Regions from separate parts of the Sus scrofa genome. Here all the other regions are linked to region 2. The links are chromatin contacts, called in public HiChIP or PLAC-seq maps. All regions are on one chromosome and are shown on one strand. Each heading gives the region's core, a stretch centred on a gene start, on an enhancer-like site or on the middle of the called end of the contact. The rest is flanking DNA. Distances are from core to core; before and after follow the strand shown.

Region 1 (3,095 bases), core at 501-3,000, 150 kb after region 2:
TAATGAATTCTTCTACTGTCTCATTCAGCAGAAGCGGTTAAGGTCACAGGATGTGTGCTTTCTAAGTACCGGATTTGTGATCTTGTATTTCTTCTTCCTTTTGTATATTAAGGCATAATAGAAATATAACTTTGAAATTAAGATTTTTGCTTTTAACAACCATACTCTCCTGGGGCACGTAGGGCTCCTTTTCGTTGTTTCACTCATTGGTGGTCATGCTCTGCAGCCCTGTTTTCCAGAGGTCTGGGTGTGGGTCTGGGTCTGTGTGCATGTTTATATGTACATTCATATACACAGTGGTACATTTTTAAATAGATACTTGTTTCTACTTTACAAAAATTCATAATTTTTCTTTTTTCTTTTTTTTTTTTTGTCTTTTTGCTATTTCTTGGGCCGCTCCCGTGGCATATGGAGATTCCCAGGCTAGGGGTCTAATCGGAGCTGTAGCCGCCGGCCTACGCCAGAGCCACAGCAATGCGGGATCCGAGCCGCGTCTGCAACCTGCACCACAGCTCACGGCAACGCCGGATCGTCAACCCACTGAGCGAGGGCAGGGACCTAACCCGCAACCTCATGGTTCCTAGTCGGATTCGTTAACCACTGCGCCACGATGGGAACTCCCATAATTTTTCAAATACCAATGATCATTATTTCTTCTTCCTTAAAACATGATAAATAGTGACTACCTTTCAGGATGTTTTCCTCAGAATACAGTGTCTACTTGAGTTCATTCTTGCTCATCTGGGTGTGTTTCATAGAGAAATGTGGAGAATCTGTCAGTTATAAAGAGCTATGCCAATTTCACTCAGGATCTTCCTAGCAAATCTGAATTATTGTTTGATTACTTTTTAAAAGTCTGACTTGTTTCCTCATTTCCATTTTCTCAACATTAATAAGGTAGGATGGAAGTCTCATTGTTTGTTGAATTATAGCATGATCTACAGAAGGATTCAGCAGGGAATTTTCCTCCCCAAAAGGTGAAAATGATGTTCCTGAATAAGATCAAATAAGGAACCATTTACAAAGGAAAAGTTTTTTCCAAATCCTGCTTTCCTGGGGAGTATCCTCTAGCATATGCTTAGCTTGCTCTTGGGAAATGTTGACGGAGTTGCTGGGATATGTCAGGGATTGCCCGTTTATTGGGAAATAATTGTCCTGAAACTGAGCTTCTCCACAGCTTTTTATCTTGATTTGCTGCTATTTCTATTGAAATGTTAATATTAAATATTTTTCCTTTTTCATGTGATTGTTTTAAAGGGTGCATTTTACCTGATCACCTGACCTTCAGGCTCTCAGCACTCATATCTCTGTGTGCTGGTGTTTTCAGGAGACACTGCACATTAATATTTATGGGTGATGCCATATCTGTATTGCTGTTGTGCCTCTCAGCTGATACTTTCAAAACAAGTATGCATGTTGACATTTATTAAAAAGAGCTCTTAGGAAACTATGGTAGAGCTTGAGCCTTAATAGCTTATGTTTAAAAGCTTCTCTGTTCTTTATTGTGTAGAATTTTTAACTCATTGTTTCCACTAGTTTACTTCAATATTTATCTTTCTGTTATTTTAAGAGTACAGATGTCTTAAAACTTTTAACTTTTATGTCTATATGTGTTTGTGTGTTTGTGCATGTGTGCTCATGTGTGTGTATAGTTGTGTTTCTTCATTAGTCTCTTGTCTTATTCCTTAAGACCCAAGAGAAGTTGTAATTTTTCTGTGTCAGCTTTTCTCCACTTCCTTTTATTACTAAAATGAGCATTAAAAACTTCAGTTTTGGGAGTTCCCGTTATGGTTCAGCATGTTATGAAACTGACTAGTATCTGTGAAGATGGCGAGTCTGATCCCTGGTCTCGATCAGTGAGTGGGTTAAGGATCCAGCATTGCGGTGAACTGTGGTGTAGGTTGCAGATGTGGCTCGGATCCCGTGTTGCTGTGGCTGTAGTGTAGGCCTGCAGCTGTAGCTCTGATTTGATCCCGAGCCTGGGCCCCTCCATGTGCTGTGGGTGCGGCCCTAAAGAGACCAAAGAAAAAGAAAAGAAAACTCCAGTTTTCAGTTCCTACTTCTCTTATTGTGGGGATAATCAGAGTAACATTTTAGTAGAACTTCATATTTGAGAGACGTTTTTAGGTATTTAAAATATCTGAGAAAATAATACTCTTATAGTGTCTTTTAAAATTGTGCAGTATAAACCTTAGGTTGTATTTCTGGCAGTGGTGCCTCTTCTGGGTACAACTCACTGTCCCTTCCTCTCCTCCCTGCCTTCAACAGGGTATTAGACACGTGGACCACTTTGGGTTCATCTGCCGAGAGTCCTCGGGAGCTGGAGGCTTTCATTTCGTCTGCTATGTGTTTCAGTGCACGAATGAAGCTCTGGTGAGTGAGAAAGAGCAGTTCTTACCTTGAAGTCTCCTTTGCAGGGGATTTCAACCTCCCTGATTTCTTTCTGAAGCAAAACTGTACGGCCTCATTGACCTTATTTGGCTTTAATTATTCATTCATGACTGTTTTCTCACTAGCTGGTATACACCTGAGCTTGAATATGCATTTTCAATTTTCATTGTTCTTAAAGGCCTGCTCACTTTCACCCTCTGCATTAGAGTTTTCATTTATTAATTTGTTGGTTTATTATTTTGGGGCTGTTCCTATGGCATGTGGAAGTTCCTGGGCCAGGGATCAAACTCATGCTGCCGCAGTGATAATGCCAGATCCCCAGCTCGCTGAGCCACCAGGGAACTCTTGCTTTGGCTTTATAAAAATGTCGTTTTGAACTTTTGATCAGAAGAGTTGGTTTTCGCTCAGTATTTAATTTACATCTAGTTTTTACTTTATCTCCTTGAAGAGCTTTGAGCTTTTGTAGTGTTTCTCAGACTGTATGTAATCTTAGCAGTTATTATGGTTATTATTCATTTACCTGTGACTAGTAGTCCTGAAGAATCTTAAAGTACTGAGTCTTTCCACAGCATCCTGAAATCTCTGCCCAGCTCATTTTAATTATTATTTTTCTTTTTTTTAAGGCTGCACCCACGGCATATGGGGTTCCCAGGCTTGGGGTCCAATCAGAGCTGTAACTGCTGGTGTGTGCCAGAGCCACGGTA
Region 2 (2,972 bases), core at 181-2,680:
TGAGTTGGGGGCCCTCTTGGGCTGGTGGCTCTTTACTTGTTGGAAAGAAAAGAACCAAGATCCCAGCGCTCTCAAAGACACATACATGCTGTCCAGCACCGTGTCCTCCAGAATCCTGCAGGCCATTGCCTTAAAGGAGGGTTTTCACTTCGAGGTAAGGTGTTGGTAAGACTTGCTTTTATTAAAAATCTTTTACTCTGTAGAAGACCTAAGGCATTTCTTTCTCTCTTGGATTATCCTTTTAGGAAACTTTGACAGGCTTCAAGTGGATGGGAAACCGGGCCAAGCAGCTAATGGAGCAGGGGAAAAATGTCTTATTTGCATTTGAAGAAGCTATTGGTAAGAGGTGATCATTGTGATCATGGAATCAGTTCTTTGTAGACGATGCAAATACATGGGCACAGCTTTGGATTTGGGTTCAGAAGACTAACAATGAAACAGGAGCACACAGTTTGCTTTGCTTCTGTGACACTGAGCAGGCACGGAACTGTCCTCCCCCAAATCTGGCGTCACAGATTTTTATAAGCCATTCATGTGAGGAAGTGAGTCCTTTTCCCAGATGCTTTCGAACAGTGACGTTCTGCACGTGGCTGCTAGCAGCTTAAGAGTCCTCCGATCTGGGGAGTTGTGTATTTCCTCACTAGGGTTTCCAAGCCGAATATAGTTCACTCCCCCTTGGAGAGTGCTCTGCAAAGATCTGGCCAGAAAAAAAGGAGAAGGTATGGTGAGGGGCTTTCATCAGGGTGCTTGTCACCTGAAAGATGAAAGCCAGGATGACAGAAAGACTAGCCTTAAGTGATCACTGTAAATGGGCAGAAAGGAGAGCTAGCAATAGAAGCGTGATGCAAATGTTTGTGCTGGGGATGTTTTTTTTTTGTTGTTGTTGCTGTTGTTGTTGCTATTTCTTGGGCCGCTCCCGCGGCATATGGAGGTTCCCAGGCTAGGGGTGGAATCGGAGCTGTAGCCACTAACCTACGCCAGAGCCACAGCAACGCAGGATCCGAGCCGCGTCTGCAACCTACACCACAGCTCACGGCAACGCCGGATCGTTAACCCACTGAGCAAGGGCAGGGACCGAACCCGCAACCTCATGGTTCCTAGTCGGACTCGTTAACCACTGCGCCACGACGGGAACTCCGAATGTTTCAGCTCCTTGTTTAGTAAGAGTTATTATATGTCATGCTTACTCTACAGCACATGTTTTTCTGGTTTATACATTTCCTATAGCATAGACACAAGCAGAACATGAACTAATTCAGTGAGTGAAGTGTAATAGCTCAGCTTTTGCTCTTTTGTTGTCAGAAGTGGCAATATGGTCCTTCTATAGATTTTTGTTTTTAAAAAATATTTTCTTACATTTGTTTATCAACTATTTATTGCATATCACTTACGGAGTGACTCAAAGAAATGGATGGCCCTGACCTCAGCCTTATAGCAGTTTATATAAATCTGATTAGTCACCACACAAGAATGTGGGTTGGGTGTTGAGATGAACAAGATAACTGAAAAGATCAGTGGGAGATTCAAAGAAGACGGAGTGAAGCATTGACTAGAACAATAGGAGACACTTTTGTGTGAGCTGGAGGGATTTGGGCAAGACCTGGAAAAGGAGCATGATTTGTCCAGCAGAGAAATTCCTTACAGGTTATTCAACAGACACTTCCTCTTTTTTATATTTTCCCACTGTACAGCAAGGGCACTTCCTCTTTTTTTTCTTTTCTTTTTCTAAATTAGAGCGTAGTTGAATGATAATACTATGTTAGTTTCAGCTATGCAACATAGTGATTCAATATTTTTATAAATATATTCCATTTATAGTTGTTATAAAAGTCAGCTCTATTCCCTGTGTGGTACAATATATCCTTACATCTTATTTATTTTATACATAGTAGTTTGTACCTCAACAAACACTTCTTGAAGGCCTGCTGTGTGCTAGGCACTGGGCTAGACTCTTAAATGTAATGGTGAGTGAGAAGCGTCTACGTACTAGACAGTCTCATTTGCAATGGGCAGGATGCATATGAATGTGTGTTTGCACAGTGTGCAAGGGGACCCACTCCTCAGGCTGTGTGTACGACACATGTTTCTGCAGGATATATGTGCTGCCCTTTCGTTCTGGACAAAGATGGAGTCAGTGCTGCCGTCATAAGCGCAGAGTTGGCCAGCTTTCTAGCAACCAAGAATTTGTCTTTGTCTCAGCAGCTAAATGCCATCTATGTTGAGTAAGTTTCTATTGACTGCATTTAATTGAAGTAATTTTTTTAATCAGTTTCGGGTGTACGACATAATGATTCAGTGTATATGTATTGTGAAATGATCCCAATGAGTACAGCTAACATGCATCCCACACGTAATAATATTTTTTTTTCTTTCTTTTTCTTTTTTTAGGGCTACTCCTGTGGCATATGGAAGTTCCCAGGCTAAGGGTCGAATAGGATCCATAGCCGCTAGCCTAAGCCACAGCCACAGCAGCACGGAATTCGAGCCACATCTTTGACCTCCGCTACAGCTCATGGCAATGCCAGATCCTTAACCCACTGAGCAAAGCCAGGGATCAAACCCAACATCTCATGGATCCTAGTCGGGTTTGTTAACCCTTGAGCTGCAAAGGGAACTCCCATAATAATCCTTTTAAATGTTTTACTCTGTTCTGATGCATGAGACTAATATTCTTTCTGATACTCTCATTTTAGCTATAAAGTTGATTTCTTATGAAAACTCAGTAAGAGATCACTCTTTCCTTTTGATATTTAACCCCTTAATAGTAATTACCATTCATGATGACATTAATCCATAACAGATGAGAACAGTAGTTGCAGAAATGGGTAATGGAAGAATGTGATTTCAACTAAATGTCCAATATCAAAAAAGACTAAGTGTGTTCATGAAACATCTATTTACTATTTATAGCAGTTATTCAGCTCTGCCTTTGTAGTGGTAAAGTGGTCAGACACAATACTTAAGGTAAAAGT
Region 3 (2,823 bases), core at 187-2,686, 130 kb after region 2:
CAGCGCAGGCAACTATATCCAGTCTTTTGGGACAGAACATGATGGAAGATGGTGTGAGTAAACGAATGTGTGTGTGTGTGTGTATATATATGTGTGTATATATATGTGTGTGTGTGTGTGTATATATATATATATATGGATGACTGGGTCACTATGCTGTATAGCAGAAAGTGGCACAACAATGTAAATCCACTATTATAATTCAGAAAATATGCAGGTAACACATGGGAATTGAGAGCACCCTGGAGTTTCAGTCAGTGCAGTACCACCCAGTGTTAGGAGTAGCCGAAAGGCTTGATTTTTATCAGTTCGGTAGTGCTTAAACTAGTTGAGATTGTAATCTGTGGATTTTTTCCCCCAAGGAAAGAGCTCAAAGTGCTAGACCACCAGAGCATATGCTTCTGGGTTAACTATTCTGCAGTTACCACGCTTCTTAGGGGAGTCCTATGGTATTTTCAGACATTCTTCACCAAGAAATCCAACCTCTCCTTCAAGTTCAGTGTCAGTCACCACACATGATCATACAATCTTCTCTGTGCCAGACACTTGGGACACAGACGTCAGGGTGTGAGACACATTGTCTGCCCCTGGGAGAGGAAGGTGGGCATGTGCAGTGGTGCTTTCACAGGAGCCCTGCAGTCCAGCGGCTGGAAGTTGCTGAGCCTCCGAGTAGCCTTCTGGTACACGGAGGTAATGATTTTCCAAAAGCAGTAAACCCCCTTGACTTTAATTAACAGGCAGAGACAGAACCGATAGTACATTGTTAACTTAAACGTCGTCCTTCTCAAAAGGAGCCAGAGATGTGGTTTGGACGTAGGTGTTAGGAAAAGCCTGTAGTGTCCTGGAGCACCTCTCTCTGCAAATTTTTGGGGCCCTGTAGATGGAACAATTCTTTTCTTCAACCCTGATTGAATAAGCAGAGTCCATGGAGCCCAGCTGCCTCCTCTCCGAGTCTGCTCTCTCAAGCCCTTCGGGCAGAGCCCAGGCTGGGCGCCAGAGCCCTTCACTTCATGCGCATATCATTAGCACTTAAACTGGACAGTTGCAACGCAGTAGGCTTGTGGGTCTAAGAGAAATCCCCCAAGCCACTGGACACGTGGGGGCTGCTGCCCTCGCTCTTGTTTAATTTGGTGGGCTTGGAGATTTTATTCTAATAAGGACATTTCAAGCTGGTCTTTATTTCATGCTATTAAAAGCAAGTCACAGGGACCTGGGATGGTCTAGAAAAACAGCCCTGAAGGGGGAGGTCCGGCTCTGTCCAGCCCGGCCTGTGACCGGATGCCTGTCAGTTTCCAGCCCTCTGAGGCTTCGTTTCCTGAGAAAATGAATAGGTCGAATAAGTGGTTCCAGAGTCCCTCCGGGGGAGCAGGAACGTTGAGTGGCAGAGGCAGCAGGAGTGGAGGCGTGGCAGTGGGCATGGGAATATGCAGAACCAGGAAGTGTGTGAGCAGAGCTGTGGGAACCTCCCTCCCCACCCAAGTTGGTGGCTTAGGGATCCACAGGGAAGAGGTGGCTGGAGCCTCAGCGTGGGGGTCTCTGCGCATCAGGCCGGGCAGTTGGTGTCTGGTAGAGACTGGAGAGGAGCCCTAGGAAGTGTGAGTGGTAGGCTGATGCCATCTAAGCTGAGGCCTCCAGTGGAGAGTGGAGTGGGTGGGCATCTAGACTGGGAGAAGCCAGAGGCAGGGCTGGGGCTGAGGGGCTTGCCATGGTCTGAGTTAAAAACACAGGCCTAGCCCAGTGCTTGAGGTTTTGGGCGCCTAGTGAGAGAGACTGTACCCTGATGGCTTATTGAAAAATGGAGAGAGAAGAGTAGAGGGCACTTTCTGGGTTTTTAAACTAGTTGCCAGGAAAGCACTTGGGAAACAAAGAAATGAGAGAGGCTGGTTTTAGGGCAAAGAGAATGAGCTTGATTTGGATGTTTTAAGGTCAAGGTGCTCAAAGTCTGAGTGATTCTTAGAGAGGTGATTAGACATTTGAGTCAAGTTTAGGAAAGAATTCAGAGCTAAGGTGTATACTAAATTATTTCGTTGACCTCGAAGGAGTGAGTGAGATCCCGAGAGAGAGTAGAGAGGAAAGCAGAACGCTGTGAAGGGTGTTCCCCGAGATGTCTGTGAAATGGAGATGTGTTTACTAATACAGCCTGAAGGAGGGAATTGTTTCTTTTCAGGGCCATACCTGCAGCATATGGAGGTTCCCAGGCTAGGGGTCGAATTGGAGCTGCAGCTGCCGGTCTACACCACAGCCACAGCAATGTGGGATCTGAGCCGCAGCTGTGATCTACACCGCAGCTCACAGCAACGCCGGATACTTAACCCAATGAGCAAGGCCAGGGATCGAACCCACTCCTCATGGAGACTACATCGGGTCCTTAACCCACTTCGCCACAGCAGGAACTCCAGAAGGGAATTACTTTAACAAAATTCCCTTATCACTTTCCTCCCTTTAGACTTAATCTTTATTTTATTTTTTTCTCATATCCTTGTAAACCAAGGTGAAGTCCTGGAAACATTTGAAAATGTCTTTCAGAAGCTGTTGTTTTTGCTTGGCAGGTGGAATGCTTGTTTCTTGGTTGTAGAATCAGCTGAGGGGGGTCCAAGTTGAGTGTCTTTGGGGCCCAGAGGCTTCTCGGTACACATTAGCCATCCACTTGGCATGGGAGAAACAACAAAGCCTTGAACACTTTCCTAGCAGCAGCTCCCCACCAGCGCAGCCCAGCCTTTATCTCTCATCAGCCTTGTTTTCGGTGTTGGTTCTCTAGGAATGTTCCTGATTGTAAAATATCTGGTCTTGTGAGATGACGTCAGTAGAGGAGCCTGGGGGTGG

Evidence for each region. HiChIP or PLAC-seq counts read pairs in DNA pulled down with a chosen protein or histone mark.
Region 1: a contact with region 2 is called in an H3K27ac HiChIP or PLAC-seq map of alveolar macrophages. The contact joins two enhancer-like sites. A contact is called at or near these places in 2 of 47 Hi-C or Micro-C datasets (embryonic fibroblasts and epiblast stem cells) and 1 of 2 datasets of contacts at active chromatin or transcription factors (alveolar macrophages).
Region 3: a contact with region 2 is called in an H3K27ac HiChIP or PLAC-seq map of alveolar macrophages. The contact joins two enhancer-like sites. A contact is called at or near these places in 1 of 47 Hi-C or Micro-C datasets (epiblast stem cells) and 1 of 2 datasets of contacts at active chromatin or transcription factors (alveolar macrophages).

What each region holds. Positions count from the first base shown.
Region 1 is chr8:29,485,846-29,488,940 of Sscrofa11.1, forward strand. It overlaps TBC1D1 (TBC1 domain family member 1), which reads left to right. Exons shown (of 22, transcript XM_021101100.1): 5 at 2,269-2,373. Among named protein-coding and RNA genes, the nearest start is that of MIR9840, 62 kb to the right of the region's middle. Within about 2 kb of position 1,751, at least 1 of the 83 cell types and tissues checked has an H3K27ac peak or open chromatin away from gene starts, as enhancers often do. A contact at or near this core is called in alveolar macrophages, where this site is marked.
Region 2 is chr8:29,331,766-29,334,737 of Sscrofa11.1, forward strand. It overlaps PGM2 (phosphoglucomutase-2), which reads left to right. Exons shown (of 14, transcript XM_003128910.4): 9 at 1-154; 10 at 246-339; 11 at 2,093-2,222. Among named protein-coding and RNA genes, the nearest start is that of PGM2, 26 kb to the left of the region's middle. Within about 2 kb of position 1,431, at least 2 of the 83 cell types and tissues checked have an H3K27ac peak or open chromatin away from gene starts, as enhancers often do. A contact at or near this core is called in alveolar macrophages, where this site is marked.
Region 3 is chr8:29,461,060-29,463,882 of Sscrofa11.1, forward strand. The region is part of intron 2 of TBC1D1 (TBC1 domain family member 1); the gene reads left to right. Among named protein-coding and RNA genes, the nearest start is that of MIR9840, 87 kb to the right of the region's middle. Within about 2 kb of position 1,437, at least 35 of the 83 cell types and tissues checked have an H3K27ac peak or open chromatin away from gene starts, as enhancers often do. A contact at or near this core is called in alveolar macrophages, where this site is marked.